2 separate regions of the Manis pentadactyla genome follow, and region 2 is linked to region 1. The links are chromatin contacts, called in public Hi-C maps. All regions are on one chromosome and are shown on one strand. Each heading gives the region's core, a stretch centred on a gene start, on an enhancer-like site or on the middle of the called end of the contact. The rest is flanking DNA. Distances are from core to core; before and after follow the strand shown.

Region 1 (5,994 bases), core at 1,642-4,141:
TGTACTCTCAGAAATCAGAGGCCTAGAGAAAGTTATAAAGCTGGCTGTCACCTCTTATTTGACCCAAACCACCTCAGAGGTTGACAATTCTTTCCCCAAACCCAGTAAACAAAAAAATCCCTGCTTTATTCTTTTCCTAAATTAATTAACAATGTCTCCAATCTTCAACCATAAGAAACAAAAAAATTTGGTCTTCCCTTGACTGCCTGGCAGATGTTTCCCTTCCCCACCCCATTATTCTTCACACCCAGTCTTCCAGTCTACCTTCAAAATAAGTGTGGTGGACTCTGAACTCTGCTCTGCTACAGCTGATGCCATTGTTCAACACCATCACCATCTCCCATAGGAGTATGGAAACTGCCCTTAACTGGTTTGACATTCTGACTTTCATCCTGCCACCAACGTCACCTGTACAGAACATAAGGCTGATGTGACTCAACCGATTAAGATCCTTCTACAGGTCCCACCGCTCACACGATAGTCACCCACCCTTTCACCTGAGATTACACCATCTGCCACAACTTTTCCTGGTTTCTCTCTTAGCAATTGCTGCAAAACTCTGGTCTGACCCCTGCACAGCCACACTCTCTCACTCATCCTGACTTTGTGCTGCTCCCTCCTTCAGCCAGAAGCCCTTTCTCCCTTCATCCTGCAGGCAGCTCCTTCCGTTCTGAGCCAGCATCGCCCCAGCAGAAGCAACTGTTCCTTTTAATTTCCACAGCTCTCTGTTCTCACCACAACTAGATGTGAGTGCACGGCATTAGTTAATCATTTGTTTTTTTGCCTCATTCACTGTCTGCCAACATCTGACCTCGGGCTTCTGCCTAGACTCTTCAACAAGTTCAGGAATAAATCTATACGTCCCAAGGAGTCGGCAGGGCAATTCCACAGCAAAGCAGTGAAAGAAAAATTAGTGCAAATACGTCAAAGCAATAAACCTAACACCAGTTTTCTTTTAAAAGTCACCCAGCAAATTATTCTTTTTAAAGAGTTTGATAAGCACTGAAATCTTCCTTAATTACTGATTTGTGTTTTGTTACAAATCAGACACAACTCTTTAAAATAAGTGCACAATCATAAATGCCAAGTGTTATCACTGTATTTTTAACTTTTTGTTATCCCTTTTACAAATTATTGTTTTGTTTTTTCTTTTTCTTACAACGGTATAAGAAGACGGTCTGGACAAGAAATGTTATGCCCCCTTCTGAGCTAAAATCCTCACAAAGAGGTTATAGGATTTCCCTGACATTTTAAGTGACAACTAGAAACCACACCTAACCCCAGCCCCAGACCAAACTGACCAATTCTCCACCACACAGTTTGAAAGGAAGATTCTTTGGGGTTTTCCCTTGGCTGTCAGCAACAGCCAGCCTAAACACCTGGTGGGAAAGATCAACTACTAATTTTGCTCAGATGAAACATCAGAAGCCTCACTTTCACAGGGCCCAACACACAGCAGGCACTCCAAAGACAGCTGCCACTGATGATGGAAAACAAAGTGTACTGTGCTTTCTCGGTAACAGAACAAGGCACTCCACAAAATCAAGCCCACTACCAAAAGGAAAAGTCACTTAAGTATTATCCTTATCCGTCGCATCAAAGTAAATAGGGCAGTAAAACCTTTATTTAAAAAGCGTAATTTTTTAAAAGAATATTATTTTTACTTTCAAAAATACACATTTTGTAAAAAGGACTTTCATCAAGATGGTTTTTTAAAAAACTAATCCAACCAGTTGTATTTCATGATATGTCTTTGCCCAAATAAGTGACTGGCATAGTTAAATTTCATCTGTAAGACCTTCACCAATACTTCTTCATTACTTCCCTGGGCTTGAACTGAATCTCAGACTTCACTCTCATCATAACCACGTGCACCTACAGTTAATGAACTTTGAAGATACAATGCTCCCGGGGAATCTACCTGAACCAGGGTAGTACAACGCAGAAGCAAAACGTCTCTACAAGGACACCTAAGTGCCCTAACTTTTTATTCCTTCTCTCCATTTAGGCAAGTAGTAGAAGCTAAGATGCCTTAATGCGCAGACCTAACATTAGCCCCTAACATTACCTTTCCTTTTGTAGGTGTCACTGTGGCACCTACAGGCAGGCTCTGACTCCTGGAGGACACACAGCTAAGGCAGCTCCAGTCCCTGCCCTCCAGAGCTCACATCCAAGCCTGGCACCTGGCGGCCTCTTGGGATGTTCCGCACATCTAACAGTGGCAGAGCTCAGAATATACTCAGGGCGGTGCAGTTTCCAGACCCGTCCTGGTGTACAGCAGGAAAATCTTGGTAGTAATCTAAATACCTAGGGCCTCCTGGCCCTCCTCGGCCCACGGCCATCTCGCCCTCGCCCACAGGGCCTGCATGGCCCCGCAACCTCTCAAAGCCCCTACCCTTCGGGAGTCGCTTCCCCGCACCACCTCCCACCTAATCCAGCGACACCACTGCGTCCGGACCCCAACTCCCAGTCAGGTGATATTACCGAGGCCACAACCCGGGTAGGCCTGCGGCCCAGGCGGAAAAGCCCGTGGGGCTGCTTCGCGTCCACCCACTCGGGGATTCCCCCCGCGGCCGCCGCCATTTTCCGCACGCCATAACCTGTAACGCCTCCCACCTGTAACGAGCAGGAGACAACGCACGACTCCGCGGAGGGGGGCGCGTGGGCGAACTGGAGAATCCGTCGCAGGGATGGGGGGGGTCGCAACCTCCAGGCAGAACCCGCCGCTAATTCATCCCAAAGCGAGGAGGTGTTTGGCGTGTCGCCCTAGTAATGCGTCCGGCCAGGCTTTATACTGATTGGCTGCGAGCGCCGTGACGCGCAGCGTCGCTGGCTGCGTGGGAAGCCCGGGTCTCCCGCAAACTGCTCCAGCAGCCCTGCTTCGGGGGAGGGGGGCGGGCTCCCGGGGCTCCCTCGGTCGGGAGCTACCTTAAAGGGGCCGCGCTTATTTCCGTGAGTGTCCTCTGGGAGGTGCGACGGAGGGAGCCAAGGGGTTAAGGACAGGAAACAATAGAAATGGGAACTCACCGAGGGCATCATCCCAGGGAACCCAATGGCCCGCCAAGACCCTAGAGTTTCAGAATGGCAAACAAAAATCTGGGAGGTGTAAGCCTAATTTACTAGCCTGAAGTCACAAGGTAAATCAGTAGTAGAACCAGTTGTAGAACTTAGGTGCTGGATGCGGGACGCTGACCTCACCCTAAGAGGCGCAGTAGTTCCCAGTACAGGGAAAGCTCCTTCCTCTGAGCACCCACAGCCCTTTCATCATACCCCTGGAAAGAGGCATTCGTTACTTCCTATCATGATTTGTCTACCCGCTAACCTGTTAGACTCCAAAGCTCCCTTAACAGTGGGGACCTTTAAACCTCTTTTCCTTTCCTGCACAATGCTTTCCTTCTGCCGGCCTTCAACAACGATTCACTTAATAAAAATCTTAAAAATAATAAACATAGCCACATATGACTGTTAAAAAAAGAAACAAGCCCAAATGGAGTTATTTGCATCACCAAACCAAGAGTTAATTACAGTTTCAACCTATTCCAGGAATGTGACCTTTAACCAGTAAATCGGGAATTTTCTGGTCAGCACCCTTAAGGTGAACTCACAGGAGCCCTCTCTGTCAGTCAAAAGGATGAGGTCATCTGCAGGATAAGATTATCGAGTTCTTTTTCCCAAGGGAAGATGAACTTGCCTGAAACAATCCTTTCTTTTTTGCAATAACTTCTTGTCCCACCCTCCTTCCTATAAAAACCTACCATCTCTATGCTAGGTGGGATAAGGCCAATTTTAGCTTCACATTTACTTGATTGAATTTTGTTTTTTAACATCACACTTCTAGTCACTCATGAGTCATTCACATATGTTTATTGTATTATTCATTTAGTTAACAAGAGGGGATGAATTTTTTATAAAAAGTACAAAACTGACCGCGTAAAAATAATGAACATCTAGGTTGGGGATACATAGCTTCAGTATAGCTAAATTACACTCCAAATTCTCTGAATCAAAAGTTCCTGTGCTCCTTCACTAAATCAGCTTCACACCCTCTCCAATTTTGGCCAGAAATACTGAAATATTTAAGGAGCGCTAAATTGCATCAGAAAATGAGGGCAAGCAACAGAGGGAGAGGCCAGCACACAAGCTAGCACTGCCAGTTATCCCTGTGACCATGGTGGCCTTATTTTCATCTCTGAAATAAGATTCCTAGATCTCTAGATTCTCTTTTTCTCCTACTCCTACAAGTTTTTTATTTTCTTGATGTCAGTGACTAGGGGAAAACCCCGCTGGAGATGGGTTTTGAAAGCAGGGGTTATGTAATAGTTTATCTTTGCATCTATAATTCCTTGAACAGACTGCCAACTGAACAAGAGAAGACTGCATGTCTGAATATTGCCGACCTTGAATAAAGGTTAACTGACTTTCAACTGATTTGAATGAATCATCTTGGTTTCTTTATTTCACGTCCTAGCCTTTGGCCTTTTGGGGGAGTGTAGTGGTGGGACCTGAAGAAAAAGTTCAGAAGTGTTGAGTCTGAGGACAGTGCTCGCTCCTTTTTATCCAAAATACTTCTGACACCCATCACATGTGGTTTTTTTCACACCAAGAAATTCTCCAATTCTCTGTCAACACCAACTGGATGTCATACAATTCAATTCAATTCTGACACTACTCAGTTTGTGCAGACCCCACAGGTTAAGAGCTCAAACCCAGAAGACTGCCTCCCACTTCAGACACCAATCAAGACTAGATGTCCAGTATTTCTGACCAATCAGCTATGAATTGGGGGCTCCTATAAGCCCCCTGCCAGGGTTCTCTTTTGTGAGAACAACTTACAGAACTGAAGGACAACACTTTACTTAACATTTACTGGTTTATTATAAAGGTCACAACACAGGAATAGCCTAATAGAAGAAATACAAAGGGCAAGGAATGGGTAGGTGGGAAGGGGCGCAAGCTTCCATGATCCCTCCAAGCATGCTACCCTCCCAGTCACTCAATGTGTAAACCAACCTGGAAGCCCCTGGCCCCAATTATTTAGGGTTTTCATGGAGATTTCATTACATAAATATGACTGATTTAAGATTTAATCATTAGCCATTAGTGATTAGCTTAACCTCTCTCCCTGAGATAGGAGAGTGAGGTTGAAAGTTCCAATCCTCTAATCACTTGGTTGGTTCCTCTGGCAACCATGCCCCATGATCCAAGAGCCAACTCCTTAGAATAAACTCAGTTTGAAAGGGACTTGTTATGAATCATAAAAGATCCTCCTATCCCCTTCCCACTCAACAAAATACAAGGATTTTAGGAGCTCTGTTCTAGGAATGAGGACAAAGACCAAATATATATTCTTATTGTATCACAATATTACAGAGAGTACAAAGAAAAAGACTGTAGGACAAACCCAAGGATTACGGTACCAAAGCACCCTGGCTAGATCCCACTGAGACGTAAGACATGAGCCCAAACCGTCTTGCTGCAATTTAGCTAAACGTATGCTCTGGTTATGCAGCAGTTAAGGGGACCCTCCTCCAAAGTGTGGACGCCCACAGCATACAGCAGACCCTCTGTAGATTTCCTGTGGTATGGATCTGCTGGAACTTCCCACACAACCACTCATACTGTAAGCTCAGCCTGCTGCTTAAAATACATGAACTTATAATACAGTTGGATCATAAGTGTCTCTGCTCATAAACTTTACAGTTTAGGTAAATACAAAAAAGTAAAGAGTTCCAATTGTGTAGAAGTCACTTTTGTCCTACTTTTGGCTATAACCCTACTAATAATTTATTGACTCTTGGTAAAGACAATCATTTGCACTAGGAAGGAGACCCGCTAGCTAAAACTGTTCTTTAACTCTAAGCACTGGTGGAATAAGTTTTCTTAGATTCTCCCCAGTAGAATTTCCCTGAAAAGAATCCCATCACCAATCCCACCTCTAGTAAAAGACTATTTAAATAGTATAAAGTAGTTCAAATTCCAGCTTCTTCCATTTAC
Region 2 (5,445 bases), core at 1,236-3,735, 210 kb after region 1:
TGGATTTTCTTGTAAGTGACAGAAGTAGGAAAATTCAAAACAGGAGGTACCTGAGTCCATCTGTCTATATCAAAAACAATTCATCCCATCTCTAGAGGAAGTGCATATTGTTATTACATCCAACAGGTCAACCTCAGGGAAACCAAGTCCAATAACACTACCTTCCTAAATTTCTCTCTGTGTCTCTGGTATTCCTTTTTGCAAATGTCTCACATAAAACCCCAAGGGGTCAGCTTTCTGCAAGCTACACATCTGCCATCCAACCCCTTTTCTAGCCCAGCCACAGCAGCTGCAAGCTCACAGCTTGAAAACCATCCCCGGTATTAAAAACCTTAAGGATGCCTGGACTCTGAGTGAGAAGGAAATTTCCAGAGGGACCAAGCTGGCCCACCAATGGCTGACATGTGAACGTGCTTTGTACTCTGTAAGCACTATACAAACGTTCCGTTATCCTCACAGAAGCCACGGGCACCTACCGGGTCTGGAATGTATAATGCCAAGTGGTACATACCAAAGTCAATGTACTCACTACGCAACACCCAATATTTTCACCATTATACCGTTATCCGTGGTTTAAAAAGGTGAAGTAAGCTTTAGGAAAACAGGGGTACCAAATTCTTCTTCATTTTATTGTTATTACCTAGAGAAGAAATAGCACTGGATTTGGAAACAGAAGCAAAAGTTTCCAGTCCCAGCACTGCCACACTCAAGTACTGTGTGATCTTGGAAAAGTCATGTAACCTCTCTGGGCCACGAGTGCTCTCTTTGTCATCATGACGCTAATAATGCATATCTCACAGTTATGCTAAAGAGCTCATCTCTGGCCACACACACACAAAAGCATTGCAGACTATGAAGTGCTAATCAATTATTAAATAGTCCCAAATTATTTTATTTCCCTTAATTTCTTAGGGGATAATAACCTAGATGGGCCCTAATCTCGTTCAAGTTTTGGGCGGCCAGGGACACAAAGCCTCCAATAGCCTTCAAGGCCATACCGTATGGCACCTGGCTGCTCACACACCACGGAGGTGGGAGGGAAAGGCGCGCATAAGGAGGGGGCTATGCAAGCCTGGGGGTGGGGGTGAGTGGATTTTTAGTTTGTTTTGAGAGTTCATCTCTAAACAGAGTCGGGATCAGGGAGGGGAGACTGAGAGAAGATATGCTAAGCTTCCAGGCAAGTTTAGGTTCCAGAGCCAGGACGTCTAGGCAGCTTCTTCTCAGGTCCTTGGAAGGCGGCTGCCCACCGCGGAGAAACGGCCCCCAAGAGCGCCCACAGGTCTCTCCAGGCTCTTCGCCTGGGGTAGGGGCGCTGGCTCCTCGCTCGGGGCTGTGGCGCCGGCCGGAAAAGTTGAACCGAGAAGCATGAACTTTCCGGTTCCTGGGCTGAACAGAACCGCACTGAGCTAAAGCCTGGCGGGGCCCGGCTTCCCCGCGCCCGCACCTGAGAACGCGCTGCTGGGCCGCCAGCGCTCGCCCCCGGCCGCTCCTCCTCTTCCCCGGCGCAGAAAGGAAGCTGCAGCCGGCGCGCAAGTCCAAGTGGCCTGCCGCGGCCTCTCTCTGCCTTGAGCTCGGCGCCCGCGGCGCATCCCTCCCGCCCCGACTTCCAGCGGGCCCGGAGAGGGCAGCTCCTCCCCCGGTGCCCCTACAAGGGCGCGTCGGGTTTTAGGGGGCTGCGGAGAGGAATGTGATCCGGAGGGTGCAGCGCATACTTCTGCCGCTGCTTGTGGCTTTAGTCGGGTTTCTCGTGGGGAGAGCGTTTTCCCCACCCCGCGGAGCTCTGCAAAAGCCGCCGCTGCATCAGCTCAACCCCCTGCCGCCCGCCTCGACGCCGAGACTTGCAAGCAAACAAAAAGAAAAATGGGAGGGGCCCGGGGAGCGCTGGAGCCCCCTGCGCCAGGCAGGGCGCGCGCCTCCTGCAGCCCTCCGCAGTGGGGATTTCATGAGCGGGGTTCCAGCTGGATCCCTGCTTCTCCCCTCATCTCCCCACCGCCACATACACACCCTCCCAGCCGTCACTTAGGTGAGGGCTTCGAGTTCACTTCCTTTGTCTGGATATTCTCAGCACCGCCGCCCCCCACCCCCACCTTTGCAACCTTGACGTTGACTCCTGCACGGGCTTGGGCGGCGGGTCCGCGCGGGCGCCCGCGCCGCCTACTGCCCTCGCACCCGAGCCGCCACGGCCTCGAGACGGATGCCCTCCGAGGGCACAAGATACTCACCAGTGAATGGGGAAATACACAGACATGAAGTCCTAGGGGAGGCTGACCCACGCCCTTGTGATTTAAAAACGGTCACTGCGTCCCGAGTAAGGATGTCACGGGCGCAGACAGGCGCCGCAGGCAGGGAGGCAGGCGGCCGAGCGCGGGCACGGGCGTTCTCCGGTCCGCCTTCCGGAGACAGCCCCACTGCCAGCTGCGTCGGCAGAACTGACGGAGCCCTCGGTGCTCCACCGAGCTCGCGGCCCCACAAAGAACCCGGGAAGCGGTATTTATAGGGGCGGAGGCGGGGCTCGGCCCCAGGAGGCTCCGCCCTCTCTCGCCCACTCCTGGAATAACGTCACCAAAATCATGAATGGTTTCAGCGCTCTTCTCTCCTGCAGGCGGCTGCTCGGGGGCGAGCTCGGCGCAGCTCCCCGAAGGCAGTGGTTTGCTGCGGCTTCTAGTCCTGCTCCCACCCCTACTCACACGCGCAAAGGCGCGGGGACACACGCGCGCGCACACACGCACGCACCGGGGCTGGAGTTCAATGTCAACGCCGCTTTCTGCTTATAAATCAGCCAGCGCCGGCGCCCCCCTTCTTGAACACAGCCCCGGGAACTCGCGGGCGGAGGACGATGGGCATGAGGAGGACGCTGAACCCTCTCCGGACGTGACCGCTTGGCGGCCGCTTTGCTGCGGGGAAGGCGCCATCCTTCACCTCGCAGCCTGGCGCCCGTGCCCTCCTTTGCTCCCACTCGCGGTCTCCAGTCCACATCTCTGGACCCCTCTTCAGCGTTCACCCCGCCAACTAGGCCTCTCCCTGGTATTCTCGCCTGCAGCACCCTGATCGCCACGCCTCAGGCGCGTCCCTTCTATCCCCAGCAAGCTGACTGGAAAGAGAGCATCCCTGAAAAAAGAGGCGGTGGGAAGGTGGGAAAGGCTTAAGAGATGGGCGGACCGAGTGCGGGGGTCCCGTTAGCTTGCAAGTGACTGGTCTGCAGCCCTGGGATCCGTGGAGGGCTTTATTTGTGTGAGAAAGGATGTGGTGTCGTAGGGTTTTTCCACAGGACACATACACACACCGCCGGCAGTGCAGACAAGGGGTGCCGGTAGTACTGCAAAAGCACACAGCCCCAGCCTTGGGTCCCAAGTCTGCTCCAAGAAGGGCTTCCGGAGAACCCCTCCTTCCCTGCCCAGGAATGGCAGCCCTTGGGGTCTGTCCAGGCGGTCAGTCTGTGCACTCCCCAGAGCCGGGATGGGAGTCTGCCCCTCTGGCTGGAGCCCATTGCTTCACACCTCTGCTTCAAAAGCTCCTGCAGAACAGCTTTATAACCCTGACCTACAAGTTTACTGAGGACAGAGGAAGTTGTGGGGGTTGGGGGAAAGCTATCCACAACTTGGCAAAATTAAATGTACTTTGAAATCAGTCAGCTCTTAGAAAGCTCTTAGTCAATGTATTGAATGCATATATATATATATATATGATTAAAAGTAGAAATACATAAGCTTATCTCAGGTAAAGGATAAGATTAATGGTGAGGGTTTGACCATGAGGAGGCCTTATAATTTTCATTAGCTCTCCCAAGCCAACCCAAATAAAAATAATTGATAAGAATTGGTAAGAAAAATGAAGAACAATTTTGCTATTTTTAGGCATTCAGACCTTACAACCTGAGTAAAAACAGTGTACTTCCTATGAAAACACAGCTTCAAGATAACCCCCAGTTGCTCCCTCCAACCAGAGAAATTTAGGAGCCTCTCTCCACCTGCACCCCAGAAAACAAATCAGAAATTGATTTGTGCTGTTAAGTACTACCTCCATTCTGCTCCTCTGGAGATGGTGGCCTGGCTGGAGGACCGTGCTTCTACGGACAGGTGTTAATGGGGGATGCTCCAGGTGTGGAGCGACTGCTAACAGAGGAGGGCTGTTTGTGCCTTTTGCATTGGGTGGAGAAGCTTCTCGAAAGCTGGGGTGTGACGGGTTGTCAGCTGCATGGCCAAAGAAATCGATGTTTGGAGAGCTGGTTTCCAGGCTAGGACTTTTCAGAGTCTGAGCTAGGCCCTAAGTAATCAGAACTGATATCTTTTGCCATTTCTCCCCAGTAGCAATCTCTGGCAAGGCCTAGGATAAAAGACTACCTCACCACCTTGACACACCAACAGCCCCATGTTACACATTTGTGATTATTGCTTTGTGAAACTTTTAAAACTCAGAAAGCTACCTGCCCAACACAGCCTCCACCCCCAACACACACACACACCCTTTAAATGTCAAGATGGCCTCATTTTGGAGAAAAAGGTGAGACGTATGGCTTCCGTCAGCAGATATCTGACTACCTGAAAAATTCCTTTACTGGAGAACATTGAGGTAATTACCTGATGCCCACTCTTGAAGAAATTTTGTATTAAAGCCCATTGTAACTAATTTCACTTCTGTCAGTAAATTGAAGTGGAACACTAAGCCTTGGGTTAGGACCCCAAATCAATACTTTCTGTTTCCCTCTGGGACCATGGTGACATATGTTCATATAAGCATATGGGAGGCATGGAACTAAACTTTGATACAACTATAACAAATCTGCTATTTTTTATTCATTAAACTTTATATAGTGCCTTGTCATCTTTCAAAACATTTTCATGATCTCACTTCCAAAAGACTGTAGGAAGATTACCATAGCACAACATATAGTCCTCAGTTTACAAATATGTAAACTCTGGCTGAAATAAATTAGGTGACTTGCCTAAGATCACACAGCTACTCTGCTATATTGCCCTGGGTCACACCTGTAAAGGCACAGGGTATATGAACATGCAGACTGACCATTTTTTCCCAATAGCCTATGAGATAGGTTTCTATCCCTTCTGCCTTTGCATAAATGAAGAAAAAGAAACACAAGCGAAGGACATTACACAGAACCCCAGAACCTTGGAGCTGAAAGAGACTTTCCAAATCACCGAGTTCAGTCTCCTCATTTTACAGGTGAGAAGACACCTAAAGGATTAAATGGCATGTCCAAGGTTGCCAGGCTATTAAGTGGTATGTGTGGAACCTGAATGCAGGCCTTTAGACCACTGGTCAAATAAAAGAATTTTCCACTATAGCCCTACACCTTGCACTGTACTTGCCAAGAAGTCAGTAGCAGAAGTTAAACACACGATCTGGCCTCTCTAAACACCCTCAGCTCAAGCCCACCATTTATTGAGCATTTGCTATGTGCAGATCAGTGAACTCAATAGCCTTCTT

The links. Hi-C and Micro-C count contacts between places; a contact is called where the count stands out from the background.
Region 2: a Hi-C map of skin fibroblasts shows a contact between it and region 1, with 4 times the contacts expected there. The contact joins the promoter of LBH here to the promoter of LCLAT1 in region 1. A contact is called at or near these places in 2 of 3 Hi-C or Micro-C datasets (fibroblasts and skin fibroblasts).

Annotation. Positions count from the first base shown.
Region 1 is chr2:212,081,163-212,087,156 of mManPen7.hap1, forward strand. It overlaps LCLAT1 (lysocardiolipin acyltransferase 1), which reads right to left and starts at 2,892. Exons shown (of 6, transcript XM_036903613.2): 1 at 2,617-2,892.
Region 2 is chr2:212,288,533-212,293,977 of mManPen7.hap1, forward strand. It overlaps LBH (LBH regulator of WNT signaling pathway), which reads right to left and starts at 2,486. Exons shown (of 3, transcript XM_036903612.2): 1 at 2,223-2,486. The coding sequence starts at 2,248.